5 separate regions of the Mus musculus genome follow, and all the other regions are linked to region 2. The links are chromatin contacts, called in public promoter capture Hi-C maps. All regions are on one chromosome and are shown on one strand. Each heading gives the region's core, a stretch centred on a gene start, on an enhancer-like site or on the middle of the called end of the contact. The rest is flanking DNA. Distances are from core to core; before and after follow the strand shown. Region 1 holds the start of Ndufa3 (NADH:ubiquinone oxidoreductase subunit A3). Region 2 holds the start of Zfp667 (zinc finger protein 667). Region 3 holds the start of Mboat7 (membrane bound O-acyltransferase domain containing 7). Region 4 holds the start of Myadm (myeloid-associated differentiation marker). Region 5 holds the start of Cdc42ep5 (CDC42 effector protein (Rho GTPase binding) 5).

What was found. Promoter capture Hi-C pulls out the DNA fragments that hold promoters and counts their contacts. Capture Hi-C pulls out chosen DNA fragments and counts their contacts.
Region 1: a promoter capture Hi-C map of pre-B cells shows a contact between it and region 2, with 5 times the contacts expected there. The contact joins the promoter of Ndufa3 here to the promoter of Zfp667 in region 2. A contact is called at or near these places in 7 of 39 promoter capture datasets (cranial neural crest, erythroid cells, frontonasal cranial neural crest and 4 more), 4 of 484 Hi-C or Micro-C datasets (B cells, CD4 T cells, CD8 T cells and 1 more), 1 of 115 datasets of contacts at active chromatin or transcription factors (astrocytes) and 1 of 9 other capture datasets (adipose tissue).
Region 3: a promoter capture Hi-C map of adipose tissue shows a contact between it and region 2, with 2.3 times the contacts expected there. The contact joins the promoter of Mboat7 here to the promoter of Zfp667 in region 2. A contact is called at or near these places in 3 of 39 promoter capture datasets (hippocampal neurons, liver and pre-B cells), 3 of 484 Hi-C or Micro-C datasets (B cells, CD4 T cells and uterus), 1 of 115 datasets of contacts at active chromatin or transcription factors (astrocytes) and 1 of 9 other capture datasets (adipose tissue).
Region 4: a contact with region 2 is called in a promoter capture Hi-C map of liver, with 4 times the contacts expected there. The contact joins the promoter of Myadm here to the promoter of Zfp667 in region 2. A contact is called at or near these places in 3 of 39 promoter capture datasets (cranial neural crest, hippocampal neurons and pre-B cells), 1 of 484 Hi-C or Micro-C datasets (cardiomyocytes), 1 of 115 datasets of contacts at active chromatin or transcription factors (astrocytes) and 2 of 9 other capture datasets (adipose tissue and liver).
Region 5: a contact with region 2 is called in a promoter capture Hi-C map of cranial neural crest. The contact joins the promoter of Cdc42ep5 here to the promoter of Zfp667 in region 2. A contact is called at or near these places in 3 of 39 promoter capture datasets (cranial neural crest, hippocampal neurons and liver) and 2 of 484 Hi-C or Micro-C datasets (CD4 T cells and CD8 T cells).

Annotation. Positions count from the first base shown.
Region 1 is chr7:3,616,085-3,619,183 of GRCm38.p6, forward strand. Ndufa3 (NADH:ubiquinone oxidoreductase subunit A3) reads left to right here and starts at 1,289. Exons shown (of 4, transcript NM_025348.3): 1 at 1,289-1,323; 2 at 1,533-1,607. The coding sequence starts at 1,314. Oscar (osteoclast associated receptor) reads right to left here and starts at 73. Exons shown (of 5, transcript NM_001290377.1): 1 at 1-73.
Region 2 is chr7:6,285,209-6,288,635 of GRCm38.p6, forward strand. It overlaps Zfp667 (zinc finger protein 667), which reads left to right and starts at 1,372. Exons shown (of 5, transcript NM_001024928.2): 1 at 1,372-1,446.
Region 3 is chr7:3,691,690-3,694,945 of GRCm38.p6, forward strand. Mboat7 (membrane bound O-acyltransferase domain containing 7) reads right to left here and starts at 1,297. Exons shown (of 8, transcript NM_029934.4): 1 at 1,052-1,297; 2 at 351-429; 3 at 117-246. The coding sequence starts at 426. Tsen34 (tRNA splicing endonuclease subunit 34) reads left to right here and starts at 1,921. Exons shown (of 5, transcript NM_001164204.1): 1 at 1,921-2,200; 2 at 2,909-3,155. The coding sequence starts at 2,913.
Region 4 is chr7:3,289,300-3,292,428 of GRCm38.p6, forward strand. Myadm (myeloid-associated differentiation marker) reads left to right here and starts at 1,256. Exons shown (of 3, transcript NM_016969.2): 1 at 1,256-1,331.
Region 5 is chr7:4,163,279-4,166,652 of GRCm38.p6, forward strand. Cdc42ep5 (CDC42 effector protein (Rho GTPase binding) 5) reads right to left here and starts at 1,427. Exons shown (of 3, transcript NM_021454.4): 1 at 1,181-1,427; 2 at 815-909.

The DNA.
Region 1 (3,099 bases), core at 39-2,538, 2.7 Mb before region 2:
ACTCTCCGTGGAGCTGAGGAAAAGGTTGACCCTGCCTTTTTCACTCTGAGGAAATGAAGCAACACCAGAAAGCCATGTGAGAGTCCTGTTTAGGGAACAGAGGAGTCAGGTGGAGGCTCCTGGGTAACTGTGTCATAGTTTCATTGTCTTGGAAAAAGTTGCAAGATGGAACAGTCATAGCCTCTGGTGTTCTTTAATTTAACTTAAAAGTTGGGGAGGAGGGCTGAGGACGTTGTCGCTAAGTAGAAGACCACTTGCCCAGAGTAGCCTCAGCACTGAGGAGAGAAAGGAAAGGGGCAGGTGGGAGGAAGAAAAATGGAAAAGAGGAAAAAAACAACAACAACAACAAAAAAAACAAAACAAAAAGGTAGAAAGGGAAAAAGAAGCTTGCTGTACAATATGTACTATGCCGGTAACAAGAGAAGGCTCAGACTCCATTACTGCTCTCACTGTCCAGTCCAGATATGTTAATTTTTTTAAGTGATGTGCATTATCTTAGAGGCTCAGGCTTGTAATCTCACCAGCTTGAGAAACCAAGGCAGGAGGCTGTCAAGTTCAAAGATTGCAGGGCCAACTTGAGCCATTTAATGCCCTGTCTCAAAATAAAAAGTAATGAAAGGGCTGAAAAATGTGGCTCAACAATAAAAGATATGCCTAAAATCCACCAGCAGGGACCTGGGATAGTAGAATCTATCAGCAAGTGGACGGAGGAGTGGCTCAATCGGAGATGGGTAGCCTAGCCTGTCCTGGTTTCAGTTTTCAGCACTAAGGGGCAGATGGAGGGAAAAGCCATGATCTGCATGCTAGTAACACAAAGCACAGGCAGTCCTTAATATATTTGGGATTAATTTAGAATTTCCAGAATGAGCTTATGTCTAGATGTGATCTCAATGTAAAGCTGACTTTTTTTTTTTTAAGGTTTATTTATGAGTACACTGTTGCAGTCTTCAGACACACCAGAAGAGGGCGTCAGATCCCATTGCAGATGGTTGTCAGTCACCATGTGGTTACTGGAAATTAAACCTTTGGAAGAGCAGACAGAGCTCTGAGCCATCTCTCCAGCCCAAAGCTGACTTTATTACAGGAGAACGTTATGTTACTTCTCCGATGCATTTGCTGAGTTATAAACTATAAGAAAATGGTGAGGCCAGCAGGTGTTCAAGGTGGTTTAAATCTTTCAGTCCTCTTAAGCCTCACTCCAGAACTACAACTCCCGAAAGGGTCCACGTCCTCGCCCAAGGGGCGGGGCCTCACGCAAGGAGAAGGACCACAACTCCCAGAGAGCTCCGCTCCTTGTCGCCGCCAAGAACAAGATGGCCGGGAGTAAGTACAGGTTTGGAGCTCGCGGGGATCAAGTAGTTCCAGGAAACTGTGGGCTGATCCGTGGCTGAGTCTCAGTGGAGCCTTGGGGACCGGTAATCCGTCCCAGAATAGGGGCGCGGCAGTCACGAGGGTGCAGAGCAGGGGTGATACGAGAGTGTTAGAGGTCACCGCAGTAGTCCCCAAGGGTGACTGTCTTCTCACCTCTCTAGGAATCTCTGCCTTCCTCAAGAATGCCTGGGCGAAGGAGCCGGTGCTGGTGGTGTCCTTCTCTGTCTGGGGCCTCGGTGAGTGCCCCCTTCCCCGGCGCGAAAGTGCATCCTCCACCCGGAAGTCATCAGCATTCCACGGCACAGTTTCATCTCGCATCCCCTTGCCAGCCATATCCTGACATTACTGTCGCTCTTCCCTCACCACACACAAGAGGTGCACATTCAACTCAGTTTGACTCTGTAGGCAGAACTCCTCGGCGAAGTCTGACTTATGCAAATCTCTCAGCAAGCCTCCCACCTTGCAGTGGGACAGGGTTACTCACAGTTCTGATGCATTGAAGCCCGGGAGATGGAGGTGACCTGTTAAATTTTCATTCTGAAAGTCTGGGGTGAGGCCTTGGATTTGGCAGCCATCACAGTACCAAAATTGTCAGTATTGCTGGCCTGGAGTGTGACAGAGAAGTTCTAAAACCCACCACCAGCTATCTACCACCCTGACTTTCAAAGACCTAGAATGCTCTAATGTATGTGGTTTTAATTGATTATATGTTGAAATAGTGATTTAATGTATACTTGGTTCGTTCTTAAAGTTAAAATTACATTTTTTAAGGTGTGTGTGTGTGTGTGTGTGTGTGTGTGTGTGTGTGTTGGCTACCAGTTGGGTTTGGGGGGTCGGAGGACAACTTACTGGAGTCAGTGCTCATTCTGAGTTCCAGTGAGCAGGTAATTTTAACTATTGAGCTCTCTCACCACACTAAGGTTAAAAACTTCCTTGAACTGACTTCTTCTGAATCTTTTCAGTTTTCTTTTTTATAGAGGATACAAATCACTTAGCTCAAGTGGGCCTCAAACTCACAGCAGTCTGCCTTGGGTTCTTATGTGTTGATATCACACGCCTGAGCCACCATCCCTGCATATCTTTATTTTATTTTATTTTAATTATTATTATTATTATTTGGTTTTTCGAGACAGGGTTTCTCTGTGTAGCCCTGGCTGTCCTGGAACTCACTCTGTAGCCCAGGATGGCCTCGAACTCAGAAATCCACCTCTGCCTTCCAAGTGCTGGGATTAAAGGCATGCGCCACCACTGCCCGGCACGTATCTTTTCTTAAAAATGTGTGTGCGCCTCTGGAGGCAAGAAGAGGACGTAGGTTCTTTTTCCTTTGGAGTGGGAGATATTAGGCATTTATGAGCTGCCTGACATGGCTGCTGCGGATTGAACTCAAGTCTTCTGGACGACTAGAAAGTACTCTCCTTACCTGAAGAGCCATCTCCCAGCCCCCTCAGCTTTTACACACTATGTTATCTGTGTTTCTGTATCCACATATGTGGGAGTGCTCACAAAAGCCAGATACGTTTGTTGGATGCTGTGGAACTGGAGTCAAAAGGTGCTAGGAGCCAAACTCTGCAAAGCAGCAAGTGTTCTTAATTGCTGAGCCATCTCTAGCCCCTTAACATGTGTAGTTTAAGATGTGAAATTAACATGTGGTTATTAACTTGTATCAGCAACACTAACCTGATACATTCCTTTCATGGCTATAGCCCACATGGGCTAATCTAAAGGCTA
Region 2 (3,427 bases), core at 122-2,621:
GGTAGTAACATCATAGTTTCTCCTGGATAGATGGAGGTTTTGAAAGACTTGTGAGAATCTGAGTCACACTTCTTCTTTGGAGCCTCCCACCCTGTACCCCCATTCTTGGACTGGGGCTCTCTCAGTCTCTTGGTTTCCCCTTTAGAGAAATGATGTGTAGAACTTAACCTCTGTGCTTCCCTCCTACTTCCTATTTCTGGGGCCTCAGGTAAGGTCCAATGTGCTTGGAACCTCAGTTTTCCCATCGGTGAAATGAAATGCTGTGTTTGCTCAGTAGTGCCGTTGTTTCCCACATGACCATTCAGATGTCACAGTTGACGCTCATCACTGTCTTGACTGAAGATCTAAATGAGTCACTTCCCTTTCTCTAGGCACTTATATTTATACGCAGGTTGGGTATACTGAATTGTGCAGCTGACAGCATTTCACTTGTGCACACACCAATGACTGTGTTCTTGCTAAGGGATGCCATAACAGGGTCTGGTGTCTAGTCTACCCTTATCCTGGTGATTGCTGTGCGACCCGAGAGTCATTCCTTGTCCTTCACTGAGCCTAGGGTTTCCTCAAGTATTACCCCTATTCTCTTTCTACTTGGTGAGATGTAAAGTGACTCCGGAAGTGGCTTGAATGGAGTTATAATTTGATAAGGTAGGACCAGAAATCATTAGGGTTGCTCAAGAGGTTTAGGGCAGGCCTTTCCCCTTTACGTGAGATTTATACTGAGTTCCTAGAAAATTTCAGGTTTATAGTTTGGGAGGGAGTACGGCCTTATAAGTGTTGAATTGTGCTGTGGAGAGTCTTCAATCAGACTCCAAGGTGGAACGCTCCTCTTCTCACGTGCCCATCGTTTCCCCCATGGCTTTCTAAACAGCCACAGAAGAAACTCTGTCCTCTCCTCTGAGGGTCACAAGGTCTCCAGACAGGCGACAACGAGGATGGAAACACCCTTTTGGGCGTGGATATCCTTAGTCTCTTGCCAAAGCCTGAGGTTGGCGGTACAAGCTCGCGGTTGCGCACGGCGTAAGGCGCGTGGAAGCCCAGTGAGTCCGAGGTGTGGAACGCTAGGAGAAGCATCCCGGAAAGGACGCATGCTGAATGGACTCTAACGGGAGCTTGGCCGAACCCCTTAGAAAAGCGCTTAGCGTAGGAGGGCGCACACGGGTCGGCAGAATAGCCAACCAAATTATTGAGGGCGTGGCCTCGCGCTGTCTCCGGGGTTCTGCGACTGCAGCGTCTAGTTGCGTGTCAGGGGGCGTGGCTCCGCGCTCCGGGGGAAGCCCTGGGGGCGGGGCCGCACTGGCCTGCGTCCTTCTGGAGGGGCGGGGGGACCGGGGAGAGGCCCTGAAGGGATCCCTGGGGGTCTGGGAGGCGAGTGCGCAGGCGCGGGAGCTCTGTTGCTAGCAGTTCTGTGGCAGCTGTGAGACGGAGGACGCAGCAGGGAGACAGGTGAGGGGGTCTGGTGACTGCGAGCCTTCCTTCAGTGGGAATGATTGATAGCGTGTGTGTGTGTGTGTGTGTGTGTGTGTGTGTGTGTGTGTGTGTGTGTGTGTGACAGAGAGACAGAGAGAGACAGAGACCTGTTTGCGTGGGTCGCTCTGGTGATCTGAGTTGATTCGGGTGCACGCCTGAAGCTTCGTGTATGCTTGGCGTATATTGTTTGTTGTGGGGTGAACACAGTATGAGAATCCTTCAGGAGACTCCACGTGTGTATATGTGTGTGCGCGAGAGAAGAGAAGTGGAAGGGGGGCGCGGGAGAAGGGAAGTGGGAGGGGGGAAGGGAGAGGGAGAGACCGACTAGGCCTGTGAGCCCCAAGAAACAGGTGCGAATACCACCAACTGCGTGATGTGACCAGTGTGCCCTGTGTAAAGGAAGACACTACAAGGGGCCGCTAGTGGATGTAGGAACAGAGTTCTGAGCATCTCGGTTGTACTTGTGTGTGAGTGTGATAGACTGATGGAGCTGTTTATCATAGTCTGAGGGCACTCGGCCTGTGGGGCCCAGGGACAGGTGACTGTACAGGTCCTAGTGGGAAAGGAGGCCACCGCAGGCTAGAGGGGCCCAAGGGTGTGGGCACACAGTTCTGAGTATCTCTATGTCACTAGCTGTGCTGGTGTGAGAGTGTTGGCGGGTGTGTTTGTGTGTGTGTGAGAGAGAGAGGCTGATGAAGTTATTTATCAAAGTCTAGAGATACAGTGAGCCATCAGATGACAATGGCTTTGTGAGTGTGTGCCAGTGTGTGATTGATCGTGCCTCATCTCATTTGTTACCGTGGCAACGGGCTCCTCTAGAGGAGGAGATGTGATGGCCTAGTCTGGGAAACTGAACCTGTTAAGGATGAGACTTTTCCTTCTGTACAAAGGGATAAATGGCGCTCATCAGAGTGTTGATGGAAAGGCTAAACGGACTGTGAAATAATACAGGTGAAATGCCTTGTACAATGCCTGGGACATACTGAGTGCGGTGTAGAGTCTGGCCTTTGTTGTAGTGCTGACGGTGGAGGTTTGCTGTTGTGTTGTTGGCCTGTGTACAGGTAGGGTTGTAGTGGTGAATTCCAAAGGAGTTTTAGTGTCTACATTTGGAATTTGGCCGTCTTTCACCTCTAGCAGAGGTTCTGGATTGAGCAGTGGTGCACACACCCTCCAGACTCCTTTTATCCCTAGGCAAGCAACCTGGCTTCTTGGTGTCTGCCCAAGAATGGTCCTGCGGGAAAGTTGCATCCTACCCTGACCTGTGGAACCTGTTGGGTGTCTTCCTTATCAAGGTAGCTTGAAGGCTTCAGTAGAGGAGTGGTGGGGAGTGGGAAGGGCCTCAGGCCAGACACCTTTAATGCTAGCACACAGTAGCCCATGGGAGACAGAGGAAGGTGAGTCTCTGTGAAGTCAAGTCTAGCCTGGTTTACAAATAGATTTCCACGACAGGGCTACACAGGCACTGCTCTTAAATTCAGAATGGAGACTCCTGTGGACACATGGGTAAAGAGGTTTCCTTAGTCCCTACTGGCTGCACTTTGTCCACATTTTTTTGGAGATAGCTGCCTAATGACTGACTCTAGTACACCATTTGCTTTCTCCACAGTCACCAAAGCCATTTTTATGCCGTGTAGCCACCTCCAAATTTTGTTAAGTAGAAAGTCTGATTAGTCTCTCTCCTGCTCAGTTCCTCTCACCTTTCCCCCAGTTATATCTTATCACAGAAACTGCTCACTGTCACCTTCCTGATCTGGTTCCACAAGCCTTCCTCACCTCACTCTGTCTTAGCACACAGCCATTTTTTTTCTTTTGCCAGAGGGTGGGGGTGGGAGGGGGAGATGGGGGGTAGTGGGGTAGGATGTCCAAGTGTGAGGGAGGTTTCTCTGTATAGTCCTAGCTGGGATTAAGGGCACGTTCCACCCCCATCCCAACCCCTCCCACTTCTGGCTACACACAG
Region 3 (3,256 bases), core at 47-2,546, 2.6 Mb before region 2:
TGGCCAAGGCATAGCGACACACAGTAAGATTAAAGGAGAAGAAATAGAAGACTCGAAGAGGAAACAGACTGCTGCTTCTCTGCATCCTTCTTCCTTTCTCACCACCTAGTTCTCACCAGGGCTGGGCCTGAATGAGGGCCCAGGTTCCCAAGATGGTGATCAGAGAATGCAAACTGTGGGGGCCACAGGTGAATAAGGTGAGCCCCAGGCCCACAGCTGCTGCCCCCCATCTCTTCAGCCCAGGTCCTGAAAGGAAAAGGTAAAGTATAAGCCTAGAACCTTCGGGAGGGGTGATTCCCCACCCCAGCTCCCTCACCCTAATTTTCCACTAGACAAGGAACCTGACTCACCAGCTTTCTTAAAGAGGAAGCCAACAGGGATGGAGATAAGAAGGACCATTAGATATGTCCATTCTTCGGGTGTCATGGTCTGGGGGAGGAAGGACTCACAGTGAGAACCAGTATTCCAGTCCCTTCCTCTTTTGAAGACAGTAGAATCCCCTTTGAGAACCCAGGCCTCCAGCTCACTCCTCCTTCCAGGACCCAAGAATTAAGCCCCCACCCCACCCCTTTGCCAATGTTGAAATCAAAAGTACTTCTACTTCCATTTATGACCCACACCTTCCGGCCAGAAAAACAATCCTTCACAACACCCCTCTTCTCTGAGAGCCCAGGAATCTGTATCATCCTCACCCTCCTGAGTACATTGGAGCCCTTCTGGGTCCCCAATTTCCTCTGCGTCTTACAGGACCCAGTACTCCCACTCCCGCCCAGCTCGGAGAAGCCCAGCATTTAGCATCCTGTTTTCTAAGCTCTGAGCTCTGGGCTCCTCTTTAACCCGTACCTCGGAGAGAAGGCAATGACCCTGTACGATCTGCAAGCACCTTTCGTAGCCCAGCCCCGCGCAGCGAAGGCCAGCGTGTATCCGATTCTGCCTCGGCAGATCCACAGGCGGTTACGCCACCCAGCCCGGCCACGCTCTGGGCGCTGTCCCCGCACCCCGCCACCCTACGATCTTCGTGACGCCGCCATGCAACCCAACCTGGGCCCACCTGAACCGTCCGTGGGCCAGAAGACTGCGGAGCTCCTTTTCGAGGCCGCCTCGGCTCGCGCCACGCCTCCCCAGCTCAGCACGCCCCCGCACTGCCCGTTCTGGAGGGCGCCGGCAGGGCTGCGCGGTCCAGGCCCCGAGAGCCGCGGCTGTACGAGTTACAGCACCGCAAGAAAGGTACCCAGAACACCAGTCTGCCGCAAGATGCCTGTCGCGATCTTTCTAGGAGGTCCCCGGGCAAAGAGCTGCCAGTACGTGAAGGGGCGGGGTTTCGGGTCAGAGAGGCGGGGCCAAGATCTTCGAGTCCCGTTGAGACTTGAGGAGGAGGGACCTGGAGCTCAGAGACAGACTTTCAGCTTCGGATTCCTTCGGGCACACTCGGTCATTCAAGCCCTCGGCATGGAGTGCCACAGCTTCGGCTTACTTCGGGGATAGCCGAATTCCAAAGTCACGGCTCGGAATTAGATGCGTTTACAAACTCGGCCGGATGTAGGCGGGACCACACACTTCGGCTTGATTCGGAAATAATCGGGTCCAAAAGTCGTTGTGTAGTGTTAGGCGGGCTCAAGAACGCAGAACGAAGTAGGCGGGACCGCATGCTTCGGCTTACTTCGGAGATAGTCGGAATCAGCCGGGGTCCGAGAGTCAAAGAACCACGGGGTGTGGGCGGGATCGCATATTTGGACTTACTTCAGATAGCTGAATGCTTTTTCAGGTCACGGTCAAATGATATTGAGGGCAGCCGTTTTGGCCTAACTTTGGAAATAATCAGTAGACTTAACAGGCTGAGCTAATAGTCTTGAGGGAGGAAGGCGGAGCCACAGAAGACCGGAAAACGGCGAAGGGGCGGGGCCGACATGACTGGTGGATTTGGGGGCGAGGCCAGAGCAATGACCCTCAAGGTCCCATTTGTGCAGACCGGAGTGGCAGTGAGGGCTTTCTTGGCTTTTCCGCTTTGCTGACCTGACGGGATGACGGAGGACGCGCTACGTAGGGCCAGCTCCGCCTTAGCCGAGAGTTGGTGTTGGCTAGGGGTTGACTTATTGCCTCTGCCTGAGGACAGTACGACAGATTGAAAGGGAGCCACGACGCACACTGCACCTCGAGTGCGACTGTGGATTCAATCGTAATTGTGAACTCCTTAAATTGGGTAGGAAGTGGGCGGGGCCACAGCTGGAAGAACGATGGGATCTGGCTAGGGTCGAATGCTGAACCTTTTGCAACTTAGAGGGGGTGGCTGATTCTACTGAGCCGAGATCTCCCGCATGCGTTCGGGAATAGAGTCGAGATCTTCCGAAGGCTGAAACGCTTGCGTTCGGGTAGGCAGGACTCCCGATTGAGCCGAATTTAGGATGCTGGAACATCGAACAGCTGGCGCAAGACAGGACTGGGTTTCTTTTAAAGTCCGACTCAGAATAGGCGGGAAAGGCGAATCTGGGCACTTCGAAAGGGGAGGGGCTGGGCTCCAAGTATTTAGAAGAGGGTGTGGCTTGAGCAAACCACCCTACATTGAGGTTCTGAGATTTGACGGACGCATAAGAAGACACCCACTTTGCAAAAAGGGCGGTGCACCACTATGGCGGGAGGTCTCTCTGAGGGGACGAGAGATGGTGGTACGCTTTGGCAGAGAAGATGGTCACCTGGAGCTGAGGGGGAGCGGAACGGTGGGACCTGGGTGAGGGGCGTGGTCTTAACTGGTCCCTGGGTAGATCTTGGCTGGGGGGCGGGGGGGGGCAGGTGGCAACCCCAGCCCCGCCCCTTGGGGGGTGAGGGGCGGGGTCTTGCGCTGAGGGCGTGGAAGACTTCAGTCGGGTCGGTGGGGCTGTTTGGGTGACCGCGACGCACCCCCACTCCGCAGGAAGATGCTGGTGGTGGAGGTCGCAAATGGCCGCTCGCTGGTGTGGGGAGCCGAGGCCGTGCAGGCGCTGCGGGAGCGTCTGGGAGTCGGGGGACGCACGGTGGGCGCCCTGCCCCGCGGGCCCCGCCAGAACTCGCGCCTGGGCCTTCCGCTTCTGCTGCTGCCTGAAGAAGCCCGGCTCCTGGCCGAGATAGGCGCGGTGACCCTAGTCAGCGCCCCGCGCCCGGACCCCCGCAACCATGGCTTGGTAAGAAACGAAAGGCCCTGATAGTGGGAAGGCCTGGGAGGGCCTGTTGGAAGGTTGTAAACTGGTCAGAATTCCTGTCTTCCTAAGGGACTGCAGGATGT
Region 4 (3,129 bases), core at 6-2,505, 3.0 Mb before region 2:
CGCGCCCGGGACCGCTGCAGAGCGGGGTGAGTGAGTGCAGCCAGGAGGGAGGGAACCAGGTGTCCTGGGTCTCCGCCCTGCCCAGGGGGCCAGCATTGGGACCTTTAGGAGAGACCTAAAGGTCCCTCCAGCATCGCGACCTTCAGCTTCTTTTCCCATCTGGCTCAGTCGAGTTCTTTCAGGCCCTTAAATCCGACTTTTTTTTTTTTTTTTTTTCCCAATCCTGCATCTCTTTCCTGCTTTTGCCCCTCTCCTCCCGGTACTATAGGGCCCGAGGAATCCTTCCCATATGATAGAACCTAGAATCCAGAGCTCCGGGCCCTAGCCCTGTCCTCATAAAGATTCTGAGTCTCTCCCTTTGTCCTGAAGGCAGGAATTCAGGCCAAAAATAGCGTGCCCTTCTAGACTCAGGCAACCAACCAACCAACCACATATGTTTTGAAAACTGAACGCTCAGAAATCTGGTACCCTCCCTCCAAATTTCCAGGAATTTAGCTACTATCCATCATCCTTTCGCGTCTCCTGGCTGTGATCTTCTGAGACTTGGCCCAAGGGTCCTCAGGCCATGATTACAGTGTAATTGGAGATATGGCCCACTCTCTATGCAGACCCCTAAACGAAGGAATCTAGTCTTTGTTTTTTGGGGGTGGGCCCTCACTAGTCAAGGTAGCTTAAGCTCAAGGCCTGGCACCCTAAATTCTGCTTCAGGTAGACAAGACTCCGTTAAACAGAGGTCTAGCTGACCCTCAAACTGCTGGGACCTGGATGTGTAAGATTTCCTTTTTCTGGGTATCGTGGGGGAACTGATAGACAGAGGCGTGGGGCGGAGAGCGGGAGAACTGAATGAGAGGTGAGACTAGGCGTGGGGACCCGGCTTAGTGGGGGGGGGGCGACGACTCTATCTGAAACAAATCATAAACAAGTACGTTTCTATGGCAACAGCATTCTCCGGTCTACCCTGAAGATTTCTTTCTAGAGCTATGACAGGGAGGATAGCCCCCAGGAGACCCCACCCCTCCAGCTGCTGTGTCTTCCTGTTTTGTCTCCACGGCTACGGTGACCTCAGCTCTGCACCCCCTCACTGGTAGGGCGGGAGATCCAGGACGCTAGCCTTCTGGGGGCGTGGTGTGGCATTAGCCCCGCCTTCGGGGCCTACCAGGGATAGCCTGAATGAAGGGAAAGTCCCTTTTCACCGCCCTAGCCAGGCCCAAACCCCGCCCACAACCCCTCCCTCGCGCGCTCCTCAGCTGGCCAACTCCACCCAGTCCTAAGACCCTTTTGGTCTGCAGCTGTCGTCCTTGTTTGTGCTACAGTCGCCACTGCCTGGAGAGGTAAAGCTGCAGGGACCCCCAAAGGGAAGGAGTTGTGGTCCAGGATCCTTGGTTCTAGAAAGAGGAGTGGGCACGGATTCAGGTGTCTGGATCCCTAGAAACACTGCAGTTGGACCAGGACTCAAGCTCTGGATGAAAGGCTGAACATCTGAGCTCATACAGGTCATACATGGGAAAGAAGAGGGACTGGGGAGTGGGCACGTGGGTATGAGGAAGGACGGTGGTACTTGGACCCTTGAGGCTGAGAGCGGTAGGATGGGATCTAGACTCCTAGGTCTGACCAAAAAGGTTTGGGATCTGTATTTAAGATGGGTCTCAGGGAGGAGGGCAGGATTCAGACCTTAATCTGGAGGAAGTTGGGGGTCTGAATTTGTTCTGAGGGAGAAGGTACTGGAGTTTGAATTGGGACGGAAGAAGGGAGGGGCTGGGATCTCGACTCTTGGTTTGAAGACTCGGAAAGATTGAGTATAGATCCCTGAATCCGAGAAGATGGAACTCCTGGATGCTTATACCTGGTGCTTATACCTGGAGGGACTCAGGAGGGGAAAGTCCTTGTTCTGACCCTCCCAGAGGCCTGCACCCGCACTAGAGTATGGGGGGGGGGCTGGGGGGAGGGAGGTAGGAATCTTTGAAGGCTTACGGCTGAGCCCACCACTGGTGTGAGGCGTGGCCTGGAGTCTGTTCAGGGCTGTGCCCAGCATGTGCCCTGTCTGTGGAGTGATGGATGACCTCAGGAGTGTGGCATTGGGGATGGTAGCAGGGGTGCTGGGTGTGGCCCTGAGAGTGGAACTAGACCTAGGAGGAAACTCTAGGGGCGTTTCCTCACCCTGCTTATGTCTTTAGCTGAGCATTCCTGAGCAATGACTTCAAACGATGCTGGAGGCCTCTATCACTAGTTCCGTTACCTCTCCTAAGGTCTTCCTTTCTTTCTATTCCTCCTTTCCTAACTTTTCTCCCTGACAGAAGGATTTATGCTGGACACTAACCCGCCATTTTTGTTTTTGTTTAAAAAATTTTAAAGACAGGCTTTATGTATATAGCCTTTGTAGTCCTGGAACTCGCTATGTAGACCTGGCTGGCCCTGAACTTGTAGAGATCCGTCTGCCTCTTCCTCCTAAATGCTGAGATTACAGGCGATCTGTTGCCCACTTATTATAGTGCGGGGTGCCTGGCTTCCCAAAAAAACCAATCCTGGTGGGAGCTGGGGGTTTCTGCCTTTCTGTCTCAACTCCCAAGTGCCCTGGAGGCTTCTAGTTCCCAGGGAGAATTGCAACTCCTGCATGAGTTCTTGCCTGGAGCCAAGGAAGAGCTGTGTCCTGGAGCTCCATCAGATTGAAGGAGTTTTAAGGAGTCTCATTCCCTTAGCCCCAGTCCCACCCATTAGGGGTTGAACCTAGTACCTCACACATGCTAGTCAAATACTCTACTTAAAACCTCACCACTACTGACTTCCTTTCCCCCCATCCCCACCCCCACCCCTTGGTGGTCTTGAACTCTCTCTGTGACCCCAAGAAGGCCTCGAATTTCCAATCCTGCCTCTACCGGTGCTTTGGGAACACTGTTCTGCACTCCCAGGCCAGACTTTCCTCATTCTGAAAGGACTCAGAGTTCAAAAAAAGATTTTTCCCTTAATCCCAGCACTCAGGGGACAGAGGCACGCAGATCTCCGTGAACTCAAGGCCAGCCTGGTCTACATAGCAAGTTCCAGGCCAGTAAGGCTTACATAGCAAATGCTTATCTCAAAATAGAAAAATAGAATATATATATATATATCAGTGGGTGAGGGACGCAGGGACAC
Region 5 (3,374 bases), core at 177-2,676, 2.1 Mb before region 2:
CTCTAAGCCCAGCACGGAAGAGGGCAGGGGCAAGAAGACAGCTGGGGCTTATTCCTTTGAATAAGAGACCTCTCTCATTTCAAGAATAAAGTGGAGAATAATCTAGGGGGTTACCCTAACATACTCGAATGCAACACACTACATGCCTGCTCTAACACATGCAACATGGAGATTTTAATGCCCCTGTAGCCTTGGCTTGCTCTGAGACCTTCAGCGAGTCACATCCCCCTGCAACCTAGGTGTCCTTTTGCACACTCAGCTCTAAGCTCAAATATGCGTGCTGCAGGCCTGTTAAACACAAGGCAATGTGGTCATTCTTGGGAAAAGTTCGTCATCAGCCTAGGCTCTTACAGAGGGGCTGTTGTTAGGGATCAATGCAAAGTAGACTGGAAGAAAGCAGGCAACCCAGCCCGCCCTGACAGACACATGCTCAGATAAGCACATCCTCTCTGGCCTCTTCCACCCTCTTTTTCCTGCCTAAGTACCGCGTGGCTCCAGCTGCAGGGATGGGGGTGGGGGTGGGGGTGGGGCACAGCTGGCTCACCTCTGTCCTCTCTCAGCCCCAGCCCTGCCAGCAAGAAAATAATAACCCGCTCCAGAGCTGGCTGGACTGGTTCTCAGGCTGGAGGAGGGTGGAGCCCAGACCTGGCAAGGGACCCCACCTGGAGACCCCTGGGATCTCAGCATTGGCAATTCTTTTCCTAAAGCCACCGGGCTGCATCGGGTACGTCGAAGTCCCTGGTCTGTTTGCTAACTAGTCTGTCTTCCTCCCACGCCCCCGGTTGAAGACCCCTGCCCACTACAACCTTCTCACCTCGTGGTCCAGACTTAATTGAGATCCGACTTAAGCTGGGGTCCCTCCTGGCCTCTCTGGCGCCTTTTTCCTTCTTTCTGCAGGAGAGATCTCACCTGGCAAATAAAGTAAGTGTCACGTCCTACCTGGTAGGGGCTCCAGGACCTAGGCATGCGGCGGTCTGAGTGCCACCGCCTCAGGCTGGGTCCTGCACCCTTGGGTCTCAGCAGCCCCACCTCCTAGCTCTCTGGTTTCACGGGCTGGGAGTTCCCCTGCTTTCCTCTCTCACATTCCAGGGGTCCAGGAATTCTCTTTCGTTTGCCCTCCTCCCTCAGACCCAAGAGACTAGCCCCCAGAATCTGGCAACCCCCGGAAGTTCCTTCTTACCTGCACCAGGAATAAGCTTCAGCCCCTCTCGGGGGCCATGGCAGCCTACCAACCAAGCACCGAGTCAACGCCCAGTCAGCCAAGCTGGTCTCTTGTCCCGGGTTGAGAGGGTTAAGCCATAGGCCCCTCCCAGCCTTCCTTAGTCCCTAAAAGTTTGCCTCTAGGATTTAAAGGACTAGAAAGCCTTGATGGTAGAAAAGCTAAAGGCCCTTTGAAGGGATTGTAGGGACAGGAGGAAACCAGGACTGAGCGTAGTGGAAGCGGGGGTAGAGCTAGGGGGATGGACGGGCACGCCCCCAGCCCAACCCCTCCCCGGCCCAGCCTGGAATGTCCTGAAACCAGTGAAGTCTGGCTGTTTAGAAGAGTAATTTCTTCCAGACTGCAGCTGTTAGGGGAGTGGCATGGGGTGGGGGCTGGGGGGGGGGGGGCAGGAAGGGAGGGCGAGTTGAGAAAAAAGATAGGAAGAGAGGAAAGAAGGAGAGTGTGGGGTGTGTGTGTGTGTGTGTGTGTGTGTGTGTGTGTGTGAGAGAGAGAGAGAGAGAGAGAGAGAGAGAGAATGTGGGGTGAAGTGTGTGTGAGTGAGAGAGAGAGAGAGATATGGGAGGAGAGGAAAAAAGATAAGAGAGAATTAAAGTCCCAGTAGGAGAAAGAAGTGCTGTGCAATTGCCCTGGAGCGTTCCCCAGGATGCTCCTATTTGCAGCCATCTGCCAGAGAAGGGTCTTCACTCTGATTCCCTGTCTGTGGTGAAGACTACACACTGGTGTTCACAACATCCTTCAAAAGCTGATGGAGCACGGCTGGAGTGAGGGTGTTTGGGGGGTGTGAGGTATGTGTGCTGTTCCCGGGTGTCGTGTGGCTTAGGGCAAAATGCACAGAAAGAGGGAAGGCTCAGAGGGAGACCCAGTTACAGATCTAATAAGCAAGCACCTTTGGGTTGCACACTGAGGTCTATACTGGGAGCCTGTAGAGCCAGGGAGGAGGGAGCACTGTCAGAGAACAGCAGAGGCATGGTAGGATAGACCTTTAGTACAGGGAGAAGTCCACAGTGTTTAATAGAGATATTTTGTCTAGGAGGTCTGCAGAAAGCACTGCAGGGACTTTGGACAGAGGCCACGTGGAACACAAACACACAGGGAAGCAAGTAGAAAAGAAATGACTTTGGTAGACACTGAGAGGTCAGCTTGAAAGCCACTAGGAGAAATCTAAGTCAGAATGACACATACCTGCGGGCCCATGTGTTTGCAGTTTTTACAGAGGAGCCAGGTTACTGGATTAGTCTAGACACCCATCAACGGATAGATGATTGGATAAAGAAATCGTGGTGTATGTTCCCAAAGGGGTTTTGGACAGCCTTGAAGAAAAGCATAATTATGTCATTTTTGAGAAAATGGATAGAACTGGAGGTTAAATTAAATAACCCATACTGATAAAGACAGCTACTATGTCTCATCTCATTTGTGACACCCCCCCCCCCACGACACACACACACAAACACATACACACACATACATGTTGCTGTTGATGAATTGTTTTGTTGGTGATAGCAGGGATTGAACCTAGGGCCACTTGCCTGCTAGTTAAGCCCTGGACAACTGAGCTATAAACCACTCCCTCCTGTAGGCACACTGTGTGCACAGTGTCGAGATTATCCTCTACCTGGTACCCTGCTCTTCAGACAGGGTCTCTCATTAATTAGCTCAGGCTGAGCTTGAGTTCACTTCCTTTCACTTCAGTGTCCTGGATAGCTGAGGTGACAATGTCTCACTATGTAGCTCTGGCTGGCCTGGAACTTGCTATGTCAATCATTTTATTCTCAAAGTCACAGACATCTGATTGCCTCTATTCTCCAGGGTGCCAGGGTTAAAGGTGTGTCATCACGCCTCGCTATTTATGACTTTTATTAGCTTTTATTGAGCTACCTATTCTGGGTGTGCATGTTTTTACACGTCACTGACATTGCAATAAATATATAGTTAATATATATAATGTAATTATGATGTTTGTAACATGTGACAGATATGACATATGTGACAGGTCAAGGGGGCAATGAACACACACAACTCCTGTCCGTGTGGTGAGGTAACCCAGGCAGGGGCTCAGAGGCTAGTGTGAGGATGTCATTGATTCAATTCATTCTGCCAACTACAATGACCCTCAGAGATCATCCAAGAGCTGTGGTGCTCAATTTGTGGG